Linked DNA regions of Sus scrofa: regions 1, 2 and 4 are each linked to region 3. The links are chromatin contacts, called in public Hi-C, HiChIP or PLAC-seq and promoter capture Hi-C maps. All regions are on one chromosome and are shown on one strand. Each heading gives the region's core, a stretch centred on a gene start, on an enhancer-like site or on the middle of the called end of the contact. The rest is flanking DNA. Distances are from core to core; before and after follow the strand shown.

Evidence for each region. Promoter capture Hi-C pulls out the DNA fragments that hold promoters and counts their contacts. A called contact is a pair of places that touch in the nucleus more often than the background predicts. HiChIP or PLAC-seq counts read pairs in DNA pulled down with a chosen protein or histone mark.
Region 1: a promoter capture Hi-C map of liver shows a contact between it and region 3, with 2.8 times the contacts expected there. The contact joins the promoter of CWC15 here to the promoter of CCDC82 in region 3. A contact is called at or near these places in 2 of 5 promoter capture datasets (fetal liver and liver), 3 of 47 Hi-C or Micro-C datasets (embryonic fibroblasts, epiblast stem cells and mesenteric adipose tissue) and 1 of 2 datasets of contacts at active chromatin or transcription factors (skeletal muscle).
Region 2: a contact with region 3 is called in a Hi-C map of omental adipose tissue, with 2.0 times the contacts expected there. The contact joins the enhancer-like site here to the promoter of CCDC82 in region 3. A contact is called at or near these places in 1 of 5 promoter capture datasets (fetal skeletal muscle) and 10 of 47 Hi-C or Micro-C datasets (brain, embryonic fibroblasts, epiblast stem cells and 7 more).
Region 4: an H3K27ac HiChIP or PLAC-seq map of alveolar macrophages shows a contact between it and region 3. The contact joins the promoter of SESN3 here to the promoter of CCDC82 in region 3. A contact is called at or near these places in 1 of 5 promoter capture datasets (fetal skeletal muscle), 1 of 47 Hi-C or Micro-C datasets (embryonic fibroblasts) and 1 of 2 datasets of contacts at active chromatin or transcription factors (alveolar macrophages).

What each region holds. Positions count from the first base shown.
Region 1 is chr9:27,045,986-27,048,981 of Sscrofa11.1, reverse strand. CWC15 (spliceosome-associated protein CWC15 homolog) reads left to right here and starts at 1,702. Exons shown (of 7, transcript XM_005667244.3): 1 at 1,702-1,845. It also overlaps LOC100513807.
Region 2 is chr9:27,186,440-27,189,459 of Sscrofa11.1, reverse strand. No RefSeq gene overlaps it. Among named protein-coding and RNA genes, the nearest start is that of ENDOD1, 54 kb to the right of the region's middle. Within about 2 kb of position 1,524, at least 39 of the 83 cell types and tissues checked have an H3K27ac peak or open chromatin away from gene starts, as enhancers often do. A contact at or near this core is called in brain, omental adipose tissue, retroperitoneal adipose tissue and 1 more, where this site is marked.
Region 3 is chr9:28,405,878-28,408,860 of Sscrofa11.1, reverse strand. CCDC82 (coiled-coil domain-containing protein 82) reads left to right here and starts at 1,511. Exons shown (of 9, transcript XM_021062697.1): 1 at 1,511-1,595.
Region 4 is chr9:27,277,352-27,280,454 of Sscrofa11.1, reverse strand. SESN3 (sestrin-3) reads left to right here and starts at 1,250. Exons shown (of 10, transcript XM_003129758.5): 1 at 1,250-1,678. The coding sequence starts at 1,601.

The DNA.
Region 1 (2,996 bases), core at 453-2,952, 1.4 Mb after region 3:
AGCTCTGATTGGACCCCTAGCCTGGGAACCTCCATATGCCAAGGGTGCAGCCCTAAAAAGACAAAAGGTAAAAAAGAAAGAAAGAAAGAAAGAAAGAGAGAGAGAGAGAGAGAGAGAGAGAGAGAAAGAAAGAAAGAAAGAGAGAGAGAGAGAAAGAAAGAAAGAAAGAAAGAAAGAAAGAAAGAAAGAAAGAAAGAAAGAAAGAAAGAAAGAAAGAAAAGAAAGAAAGACAGACATTTGAAACTTGGAGCAGCAGATTAAGGATCTGGTGTAGTCACTGTAGCAGGTCACTGCTGTGGTGGGAATTCAATCCCTGGCCCAGGAACTTCCACTTGCAGTAAGAGCCGGCCAAAAAAAAGAAGGAAAAAAATTGGTTTTTAATGCAGATTTTTATGCAAGAGAGTGACACTACCTGACTCACTATTTTAAAAGATCACTCTCACTGCTAGATGCAAAACTGACTATAAGACAAAGGAGACAGTTACACTCCAGGCGGAAAATGATGGTGGCTTGGACTAGGGTAGTAGCAGTGGGAATGAAATTTAGGGTATATTTTGAAAGTAGAATTGGTAAGACTTGCAAATAAGTTGGATGAGACAAGTGAAGGAAAAGGAATCTAAGAGGAAACCCTGGGATTTGGGTTCAAGTAACTAGTATGATGGTAGGTAGTGTCCTTTACTGAGATGTCTAAGACTGGGGGAGTAATACCTTCCTAGAAAAATCAAGACTTGCATCTTGAAATTTACAGGGAAGGGAGTTTTTCTACCCTTTTGTTTTGTTCATTTTAGAGTTCAAAGAAAGAATTCTGAGGGGGGGAAAAAGCTTTTTTATGTTCAATTTTAATGAGCTCTTTACATTTGAAACTAAGCTAAGGGAGTTGGATTTTCATTTGTTTAAGTATCTATTGAGCCAAAGACTATGTGATTAGATATCACGATAACCACGTTAAACTGACCAAACAAGATCCCTGCTCCCACAGTGCTTTTGGAGGTGTAAGAAGGACAATTGGTGATTTTTTTCCCTTTCCTGTTCGTTGCCTTATTAAAACTTCACCTAACGCATGAGTAGCCATCTTATAATTGCATCTAGGGCTCCTGGCAGTTGGGCCCACCGTTCTAAACGTTCAATGTCGGTTAATGAATGAATCTCTAATAGTGACATCTCCCCTCCCGCTAGAACTTAGGCTTTAAAAAAAATTACAATTTTAACAGTCAATACGAATACAACCTTTGCTTTGAAGACTAACATTTTTTGCAGGAATGGTACCTTTATAAAGATCGTGGTTGCCCCCGTACATATTTGTTCTTTCTTCATATCCAATTAAAAGAAAATACTAGTCTTTCCGTAGCCCAACTCTCTAGGCTTGCTGGGTCTAGCTCAAAGATTAAGCAAGCAGGAGCCGTTGGATTTAAACCGTTTGGTATAATCCTTTTCTACGCTCTCTCTCCTTCTCTCTCGGTAGCCGGGGACGTGGTGTCGGCTACCCGGGGCTTTCCGTCCACGCAGTACCGGAATGAAGGCGTCTGGGAGGGGGTCGGGAAAGGAAAAGACGGGAGAGACATTAAGTAATTGGTTCTCGAAGGTATAAAATGATGTTTAGGGTCTACTCAAAGCACCGATTTCAAACGCCCGCCCCCTGGGCTGTTTAAGCCCCGCCTCTTGCTGTCGTCACGCCGACTTCTCCCTTGGCCTCTGCCGATTGGTCCCTGCCTCCGCCCCTGAAGAGGTTAGGGTTTGCTTCCGGGTCTTGGGCTTTGGCCCTGGGCGCAGGGGTTTCTGGGAGCCGAGAATCTAAGTGGTTTCTGAATGATCTCCGGAGGCTGGTGCGTTCGGACCTCGGCCAACGTGAGCTGCTGGGGGAAAGCAGACTGGGGGGGGGGGGGGGGAGGACAGTTGGGGGCGGACGCGGAGAACCGACTGCAGGCAGAGGAGTTTTCCGGAGCGGCAGCGGGTTGCGGAGCCCAGCGCCTGTTGGACTGGGGACGGCCAGTCCCGGGCCGGCCGCGGAGAGCGTAGCGTGAAGGTAGCTCTACAGGCTGCGTTAAGCGGGTCTGGGCGCCCCCAGCCCCTCGCCAAATCTGGCACGGGTGAAGAATCGCCGGGCTTTCCGATGACAACCCGAAGGTGAACTCCCCAGAACCCAGAGTGTAAATAACGATGGTGTGTGGGAGGCGGCGGCGCCCCCAGCGGCCCGGAACCCAGTTTCACCCCCACTGGATATATTCCTCTCCCTTTTTTGAAAATCTAGAGAAGTATGCCAGCTGCCCCAGACACTTGCTTTTCCGACGCTTGAGGGAGGTTTTAGTAGCCACATCGGCTGTGCAGTGTTTTTTAGTTGCTTAAAAGCAGAAGTAACATAAGGAAGGAGTCCCTGATTTGTAGTTACCAGAGTCCCGTGGGGGTGGGTTCCTGTGTTTTGAGCATCCCTTAAATTGTAACTTGCAAAAGTTATGATTTATATTATATTGGCTGCTGTAGGATAAAATTGAAACAACAAAAGATTGTTGGGGAGCTTTGCCAATGTAACTGTCGTCGAAGTTGAGCACACTTCTTCAGGACCTTCAGTATCTGTCAATGATTTGTTTTTTTAGATATCTTCTCTGTTTTTGTAGCTGCTAGCCTCTTTTCTGCAGTGTGAGGTTTAGATAAAATGGGAACCTTAAGGAGTCTGGTGGAGTAAGGTTGAGTTGAGATTTTTTTAAAAACTGAGACACGGCAGTACTGTATTTTTGCAAGGGCTTTGACATGTCAAGTCTCTTAATTTCATGATAATCCCATGAGGAATAGTCCCCATTTTACAGATGACGGAAACTTAAGCTAGTTGGCTTGTCCAAGGCCACAGAGCCAGAAGGAGAACAGGAACACAGTCTCAGATCTTCATGACAGAACTTTTTGTACTAAATATCTGCATATTCCCGCTACACCCTGAGCTTCACTGTTTGTTTTCATGAGAACTTTTGAGATCATTTTAAATAAGTTTTGGGGAATAAGTTAGG
Region 2 (3,020 bases), core at 275-2,774, 1.2 Mb after region 3:
ATGGATGAAACGACTACACTAGCATTTAATTGCATAGTGGGAAACGCTATGAACAAGATGTGCTGCTATAAGAAGAAATTCAGAGGCAGAGCCAGAAGCCCGCTGCATGCGGCTCCAAGCCCAGGGCTTGTGCCTCTAAGGAAAACGCTCAACCGAGTGCCTGACACAGAGCAGAGGCTGCCGCACGCTAACTGAAGTGCAAACTGAAGAGATCTCACAAAACAGGGAAAACCTCCCCTCAGCCTGTCTCAGAGGCTGCCCAGCCATCCTCCCCTCTCTCTGTCTCCCTGCAGGCGCCCATGCTTCCTTAAAAAGCAAACAGTTCTCAGGAGGAGGAATAAAAGGACAGCCACCCGGACAGAGCCAGCTCACACTGGCTGTGCTAGAGACACGATGCCCAGGGCCGCTCTTCCCTAGGACTTTCCGCAAGTGAGGGGGCGGCTTGGATCTTCCGGGGGACGCTAGATGAGCAAGGAACGACTGCAAACAGGGAAGACTTAGTCTCACCTCGCCAGTTGGGTGGAAAGAGGAGCGGATCCTAAAGGCGCCCGAGAACTTGGAATAAGGTTGCCCTCTGCCGGCGAACCTGTGAAATTGGCCGATAAGCCGATAGGCCAAGAACGGCTGGACTACACTGTAAGCGGCGTGCTTGCATCTGCGATGCGCCCCATCTCGCTAAAAAGGGGAGACGCAGGTCTAGGTAAGGGCGAGCCTTAGGAAGCTCATGTAAATATTTGATCACAGTGAGATGGGTTAACAGGCTGTCCGAGGCTGATGTCCCCATACCTTTGATTCCTTTAACTCCCCTGCTCTGAGCTCACAGAAGCTTTGCCTGCTCTGGCCTCCCCTTGGGGCCTGCCTGCAGGGAGGGGAGGCACCCACAGAGGCACTCACAGGCGCGGACCCCAGCTTCCCTTTCTTGGTGTCCATTAATAAATGACAATCCGCGTGGTTAGATTCGCCCAGCCTTTCCCAGGAGGGTCATCCGAGCGAGGCCGTCGGGGATGTGCGGGTTCCACACGCGGGGGCCCTGGGTAGGGTCGCGAGAGGGCGAGCGGGGCCCCGACCCCCTAAGCTGAGCGCTGCCCTCCCGCAGGCCACCTGACTTCCTGGACTGGGATCGGATCCCACCAGGGGGTTCAGAGAGTCCAAAGAGGCCCAGAGGGCAATGCAGAATTGGGGAGATGAGAGTGCAACTTTCTGGAAAGACACCAAGTCTTCCCTCTGACCCTCAAATTCTCCCAGCCCTTGGAAGGGGAGGAAGGACGCGATCCGGCCACCGGGAAGGAGCCTGGCAGTGCCCCTTGGCCTTTGCCTATTTCTTTGGGTTCATTCCGCCCCTCCCCACCCCTCACCCCCCGGCGCCGAGTGGCACAGAGATGCAGGGGCCGGGTGGGTGTCTAGGGTGGTGGGGGCAGCCGTGTTCGGACGCGCAGCTCCTCCCGCGCAGGCCGAACCCCAGACTGGAGCCTTCGCCGTCGGACTCGACCCGCTGCCCTCACGGGGAGCGCCATCTGGAGGCGGGCGCGGCAGACAGCGATAAAGGTGAAGAAAAGCTCCTTAAACCCTGGTCCTTTCCTCCTTAGAGCCTTGGAGGGGGTGCCCCCGAGCAGCGGACAACCCCCAAATAGAGAATTGAGGGCTACCGACCCAGCAGCCCTCTTCCTAGAAAAGTAGCTCCTTCCACCACCGCCCTCATGGGGCTTGGGGAGTGGCCAAAGGAGGCGCCGGGTTTCCTTGCCGATGGGAATCGTGTGCGTGCGTGTGTGTGTGTGTGTCTGTGTGTGTGTGTCCTCCGCAGCTGCACAATCGCCCGCTTTCGAGACCGAGCACCGCTCCATCTCCTTACACTAGCGTGGAGTGAGAGTGGGTTAAGTTTATCCCGGCTTCGGGCCCGGGAGTCATCGCATCTCTTCTCGGCGCGGGAAAAAGCAGGCTGCGTGGGACTGGGAAAGGCACGCAGTCGCCCAGAGCAAGGGGCGGTGCGGTCACCTGGCCGCCTCCCTGGGAACCTCGGGAACTGGGTCAGCCACCTCGCAAGGCGGGACAGACTGGATCCCTCCCAAGAAAGGGAGCGGCTTTCTCTCCGGCCCACCCCAAGGGAAAATAAACGGTCTCTGGCACTGTCCCGCATTCCTGATTTTTAACAAACTACTGCTGGAGGCTGGCCACTGTGTTTGCTCCTGGGGGTTGGAGGGGAGCAAACCCGCCCACACCCAGGCCTGCGGCGGAGCCAGCGCCCCCGCAGCGAGCTCTCCCGGAACAATGCCTCTTTGTAGCGCGCCCTCCCGGAGGATGCTGCCCTCATCCTGGCAGGGCCCGCCCCGCAGAGGACTCCGAGGACATCGCCAAGCCTCACTCTCCCTGAGAGCTCTTCCTCGGCCTGGGCAGAAAGCAAAGCAGCCTTCCTAAGCCTTCCCAGGGGTGGGCGGGAAGGGCGCTAACTTTTCCAGCGCTCTGGGTGTGTGTCAGCCTTGGGTTCCTCCCCGACAGCCTTATCCAGAGAATTATGACCTGCCCTTAGGTTATGTGCCTGGCCCTAAGACGGTAAAAGGCAGAGGGGAATCTCTAACTCAGCGCTGTTTAAGAGAAACTGTGTATACGTATATAATTTTTTTTTTCTTTCCATCGGCCAGGGTGGAGGGTCAATGCCATTTTGACATTGTCCCTGGCACTCGCTTGACTCAAGTTCTTCCATATGCCCCAATCAATAACATTTTCCCACCCCTCTCCTTCACTCATCTCCTTGGTTGCCTGGTAGCAGTGGTCACAGTGTCACGGGGGGGGGGGGGGGGGGGGGGGGGCCCTCTGCCTCCTCATGGGGTTCTGGGAGGACAGTGCCTTCTGTTGGCAGTTGCTTCCAGAATGGTCCTCTCCCCTCCTGCGGCTCAGCCTTCCCTCAACGCTCACACCCACCTCTCAGAGCACTGCCAGGACCCAGGAGCACCTGGGCTCTCCCAGCCACTCTGCACGAGGCCTGAGCCTCAGGGGTGCTGTGGATAAGGGCTACACCCACCTGC
Region 3 (2,983 bases), core at 262-2,761:
CCATTGTCGGAAAATTGAAAGATCCATCCATGCACCTTTTTGGCTAAAATAAGAGACTGGCAGGTTTGAAGTGTCAGTTGACTTGAAAGAGCGAGGTTTCTTTGCTTTCCCTACAACACAAAGTTTAAGTTTGTGTAAACCTGTTGCATTGGCACAACACATGACAGTGACTCTTTCTTCAACTGACTTGTGCCCAGGGACTGTGCATTTACCTTTGATTACTGAAGTTCTGGAAGGCAGGCATTTCCAAAACAATCCAGTTTCATCTGCATTGTAGATTTGTTCTGGTTGCAAATTCTCTTGTTCAATAAAGTCTCGAAAGTTGTTACAAAAATCTTCCACAGCAGTCTCATCTCCGCTTAATCTTTCATTTCTAATATTAATCTCTCTAATGCTGTGTCGCTGCTTAAAACGCGTTAACCAACCGGCAGAAGGGTTAAAATCACCATCCATTCCCAAAGCATAAAAGAAGAACTCTGCCCTTTTTGCACAAATTGGCCCAGACACAGGATTCCCTTTTGCTCTTTGCTGGTTGAACCATTCTAGCATTGCTCTGTCCAGTTCCTCATACATGGATGGCTTCATAGATTTCCTCTTGGCCAGAAGACTTGTGGAATCAGAACTGCTTGCATAAGTTATAATCTTTTCTTTATTTTTTCTTATATCCCGTACTGTTGTCTCACCAATTCCATAAATCACTGCCAACTGCTTGGAAGAACCACCATCTTCAAGTTTCTTTATTATATCAAGCTTATCTTTAATAGTCAACACCACACGCTTCCTCTTCCCTGACATGGTGAAGCTCTGGCACTCAGGTACTCGGCCCACACTTACACGGAAGCAATCCACAAAATCCTGCCTTTTCTCACAGACTCACTTTAAAACAGTCTTACACACTAGTTCTTTCAACCTCACCAGGAACCTGGTGGCCCAGACCTCGTCCCCTCTGGGCTTGGCTGGTAAACAGACGGCAGAGGACGATCAGAGGGGAGAAGTTTGAGGGAACAGGCCTTTAACTTTAAATGGGCAGTAGAAGAGGCCCCAAGTCACCGCGGATAATACGGATTACAAACATTTGTTTTATTCCCACAGTGGCCGCAAGAAAGACTATAGCCCCACAAGCCTCCTTCAGGCCCGGTACCAGGTCAACGACCGTCACTAACCCCTGCCACACCCCAAAGTTACGGTGGAGAGCGGAAGAGCCAGGGAGTCGGGACTGGCCCCCTTCCCCAGGGGGACGGCTACGTTTGATTCCTCCCCCAGCCGCCAGCCCCTTCCACTGCAAGCCCCACCTCCCCGCGCTGGGTTTACTGGGCCTGCATAGTCCCCCCGGTCCCACACAGCCCGCCAAGCCCCTCTCCCCACCTCAGTAGGAACCAGGACCCTGCACCGCTCCCTGCCTAACGCGCGGCGACCGCTCCTCCCCCAGCACACGCTCCCGGAAGACGCCCCCTCCCGCCTCCAGGCCCCGCCTCTAGCCCCTCCCAGAGGCGGGACTTCCCCCCGGTCCCCGGAAGGAGGAGGGGCGTCGCTAGTCGGAACAGGACACCTGGGCGGAGGCAGGGGCGGAGGCAGAGGCGGAGGAGGATTGAAAGGTGAGGGCGCGGGGACGACGCGGGGCCAGCTCGGGGCGGGGACTAGCTCTCGCTTGGGCTGCTAATGGTTTATTATAGGGGCAGGGGAAGCCACGCCTCCCCGCGGGCAGGGAGAGAAAATTCCCGCCGGCTCTCTCAGGATGGGCGGGGCGGCTCCTCTGCGCGCTTCGCTACATTCGCGTGCCGCCCGGGCTGAGCTTCAGTGGGTGGGGTGCCAGTTCCTGGCGCGAAGGGGAAGTGGGCAGGACTGATACGCGGAGCCCGGGTGGTGATTTCGCGGGTTTCTGGCCTTTCCAGATTCTTGTTTGTTTTCTGCGGGGGGCCTCACTCCTCTAAGATCTAGGGGTTTGTGACGTCCCGCGAACGTCATCGCGAAGCTCTCTCTGAGGGTCCCGTTTCCTAGCTACAGTGCCCCTTCCTCGTGAGCGCGAGGGGCGGACTGGCCGGAGTGCTGCGCCAGGTGTCTGTGTCCCGTCGAGGAACCAGGTTTGTAATCGTGAAAAAGACTCTGGTGTTAAACTCCCAGGAGGATCTTTTCCTTCCCCGGCCACTCATCCCTGCTGAATTTAGCGAACCATCCTCAGTATTACAGATTTTGAATATTTCTCTGTGCGAAATTGTGGAGTAGTAAACCTTGGTTCTAAATAGAGGTAATTGGCTTTCCTCTCTTTATATGTTTCTTCATATTTTCCTATTTCTGTCTTGTGCTACCCTGGTTTCCAGCCAGTGGAAGAACTATGATACATTATTCACGGCAATGTGATAACATTAAAAAAATCATATTATGTAGCCTTAAAATCATGTGTTGTGCTGGCTTGTTTTCTTGTCCCTAGTAGTTTCATCAGATTGTGAGCTCCTTGAGAGTAGAGACCGTGTTGTTGATGTTTTTTCTAGTAACGCCACAGCTCCAAGCGTGCGCTGGCACGTAGTATCCATTCAGTGACTATTTCCTTGGTTTGTTAAGGTTTCTTCTCCAAACTGGCATATAAAAGGAAACACTAAGGAGGGGAAATGTTTTACAAATAGAATGCATCCCTTCTAGTGGAATTTCAAGAAATGGCTGAGGGTTCCACTGCCCTTAATTTTTTAAGTGTAAACCACCACCTACATTGTTTATAGAGCAAGTCCAAGAATTAATCTTTTCTTGGGGATGAATTAACCTCCAAGTATAGAATAACGGATAGTTCTTCTGATATTTCTTCTAGAATAAAGTGTATTAAGGTGGCACCAAAGTACCCTTTTTAGTTGTAGAGTTACTGTGTTAGAGAAAGAACACAAGCCCTATGGATTATCACCTTTACATCCTTCGGCAGACAAAGTTTACGTGATTTTAACCCCCCGAAGCACAAAGGTGTGATAGTATTGATCTTCATTCACTTATTTAATGC
Region 4 (3,103 bases), core at 1-2,500, 1.1 Mb after region 3:
CTCCGCGCCAGTGCGCAAAGCAAGTTATCTCCGGGGACGGGAGGACACCGGTGAGGACCGGGCACCAATCAGGTTCTCTCTCGGCGCCTGCCTTTGTTCTCACTGGGGAGCAGGTTTCGGGGTGTCTGGCTTAGGGAACCCGCTTTCGATCGGCATGCGAGTCGCTACCCCCTCGGGAGACCTAGCTCCCTACTCGCCTGTCCCCCACACCCTGCCAGCCTGAGCTTTCCCCAATTGCATCTGCCTTCTCTCCCTTGAGCGTGAACGCCAAAATCCTGAATCCATTTTTAGCTTTGGGAGAGGCCGGTCCAGCCCAACAGTTTTAAATGGCAATTTGTTCTCTGAACCTTCGTTCCCAGGCAGGGTTCTGTGCTCTGCGTTTGTCTAACCAGCTGCCCCTGAAGGACTATCTATCAGGTGAAGACAAACCTGTCTCTTTGGCCTTTTCGTGCTGGACAAATACAGGAATTCTGTTGCTGCGAGACTGCGGGAAAGGTCTTTAGATGTAGAAGGAAACCGTTAATTCACTGGTTTTGTGTCTTTCCCCTCCTCTAACTCGATTAATGGCGTAAATATACTTAAACATTTATCCCCCACCCGCTGCCGAAGCCTCAGGTAACTGGTCTTTTGCAAAACAAGGATCACGATAAATGATGCATAAAGTTCTTTGAGATCCTTGGATGCAAAGTGCTACGTGACTGCAGTCTTCCTTACAGCTAAGCTAAGATTTTGGCCGAGAGAAAGCCTAACCACAGCCCTGACGGTATGAACGTTTTAGCTCCCCCCACCCCCAGCCTCTTTCTCAAGAAATCAGGAAATATTTAGCTCTATCTTAGAACCACTAGCGAGCTTTAGCTCCCAGCTCTTCATCTCATTCCCTCACCATTTCTGCAGGGGCTGTGGTTTGCCTTAGGAAAGGGGCTGGTCTTCCAGTGATTATTTGCATATGGCACACCCTCTTCCTCCTATTGGAGAAGCCTCACAAACTGTATTCCCTCCCACCCCACTACCTAACTAACCCGCCATCTCCCTTCAGTTCAGAGCCTCGGAGACAAACTTAACTTGCCCGGAGATTCGAGGCGTCCTCGCCCTACGTGATTGGCCGGAGCAGCTCCCAGCCGTGCTCTAGTTTCTTATTGGCTGGGGGCTGGCGCCCGGGGGGCGTGGCCGGAGCTGTCCGATTGGCGGGAGGGGGCGGTACCGGAGCGTGGAGGTGGTGAAGGTGGTGGTGAGGCGGGGGCGGGGCCGCACTGAAGCGCTGCGGCGGCGGTGGCGGCGGCGGCGGCAGCGGCAACGGTGGCGGCTGCTCGTCCTAGCCTGGCGGGGGCGGGGGTCTGGAGGATGAGGGCGGGTGGAACAACGGGCCGGTGAGGAGCAGCCGCCGCCGTCTCCGCCGTCGCTTAGGCATCCGCCACTGTGATCGCTTCGGACAGCCACTCGCTCTCGGGCCGTCGCCTCCCATCCCGACATCCCGCCCGGAGGAGGCTGAGGTTGAAACGCGGCCGGTGGCAAGGGAACTGTCCGGCCCTGGAACGGCGCGGGCGGCCGCAGTGACAGCCCAGCCCCGGCCCGCCGTCCGCCCTCGGTGCTTGCAGCCAAGATGAACCGGGGCAGCAGCAGCCCGTCGGCCGCCGCCAACTACCTGCTCTGTACCAACTGCCGGAAAGTGCTGCGGAAGGTACGGGCTCGGCCTGGGGTCCGGCCGGAGAGGGGCGCTTCCTGCCGGCCGCGGCTTGGGCTGCACGGCCCCGGGGCGCACTCTTGGAGCGAGGCTCAAAGGGATCCCGGGGCACCTTCCCTACTCCGCGACCCCAAAAGGGAGCATGGGTTGGGAGTGGAGGGTTTAGCCTGCTGCTGCTTTTGATCTTCGTCGGGATAGACACTAGTCCCCTGGGGTTGGGATTGGGGGGTGGGGGTGCCTGTGCTTTTTTCCTCCGTTCACCTCCCTACCCTGCAACCCCCGGCCTGTTCTTCGGGCGGAGGGAGGGACGGACCTGTTCGATCCTCCTCTGGGTACTTTTGATGGAGATCGGTGTGAAATAAGAACTGCCTGGTCTGGTCCCGAGGAACCTGACTCCCTCCTAGCTATGCCTAACTCTTGCGGGTTTGTTTTTTTTTTGTTTGTTTGCTTGTTTATTCGGTTGCTTCTGCCTTCCTTGCGCGCTCTCCCCTAACACCCTCTTTTTACGTTCTTTTGACGGTCGTCTAGTGGCTACAGTTCGATCCTGAAAGGAGCTGGTAAAGCAGCTTGAACTTTTATACCCACGGGAAATGCTATTCGCCCTTACAGTTCCTCAAGCTGGGGTTGGGGGAGGAGGACTGGTTGGACATGAGTTAACCCTTTTTAGCATTTACACCCCCCACCTCCAGCCCCCTGGTGTTGCTCCAGAAAAATCAGACGCACAATCAGCTTATTTCTTCCCAGAGCGGCTGATAGAAAGTTTACTTCAGTATTGTTTAGCTTCCTTGGCTTAATCGCTCCGTTAAGGGGGGGGTGTGTGTGAAAAGATGTCGCTTTAGACGAGAAAAGCTTTTAATCAGAATTTAACAGCCGTCACTGGGTAATATTACAATCAGTTTATTCTTCTCCAGACTCAGATTTTACATTTCATTAAGTGGAAACACTAGTTGAGGTGCTTCTGTTTGTCCAGTACAAATGAATTAAAATTGCTGAGCTGTGCAAATGCATCGAGACTGAAAGACCGAGAATGAATACCGCACCGTTTTTAGTCAGTTTCTCTAAATACAGTTCAATTGGGATTGTTCTTTATATATTAAAAAAAGAAAGAAAGAAAGCATGTAAGTAAGCAAGCTCAAATATTTGCTCTCTTTGTCCAAAAACTGTTTTTCTTCCTCTGTGGGTCAGGCCAAGTGCCAATCAAAGTTGTTTTTCAAGCCTCTTTTCCCTGCAGTAGGGCTGCTGCTTCCCCCCCGCCTCCCCAATTTTATTTGAGAGCATGAAGAAAGCAAAGAGATTGCAGATTTGAAGTTAATCAAACAGTTAAATATGCCTTAAATTGTGTTTATCGGATATGTTTTTCTTGAAACCGATTTTTATTAAATGTGCATGTTGAGTATGTGCAGTTATTTTTTTCCATAAACT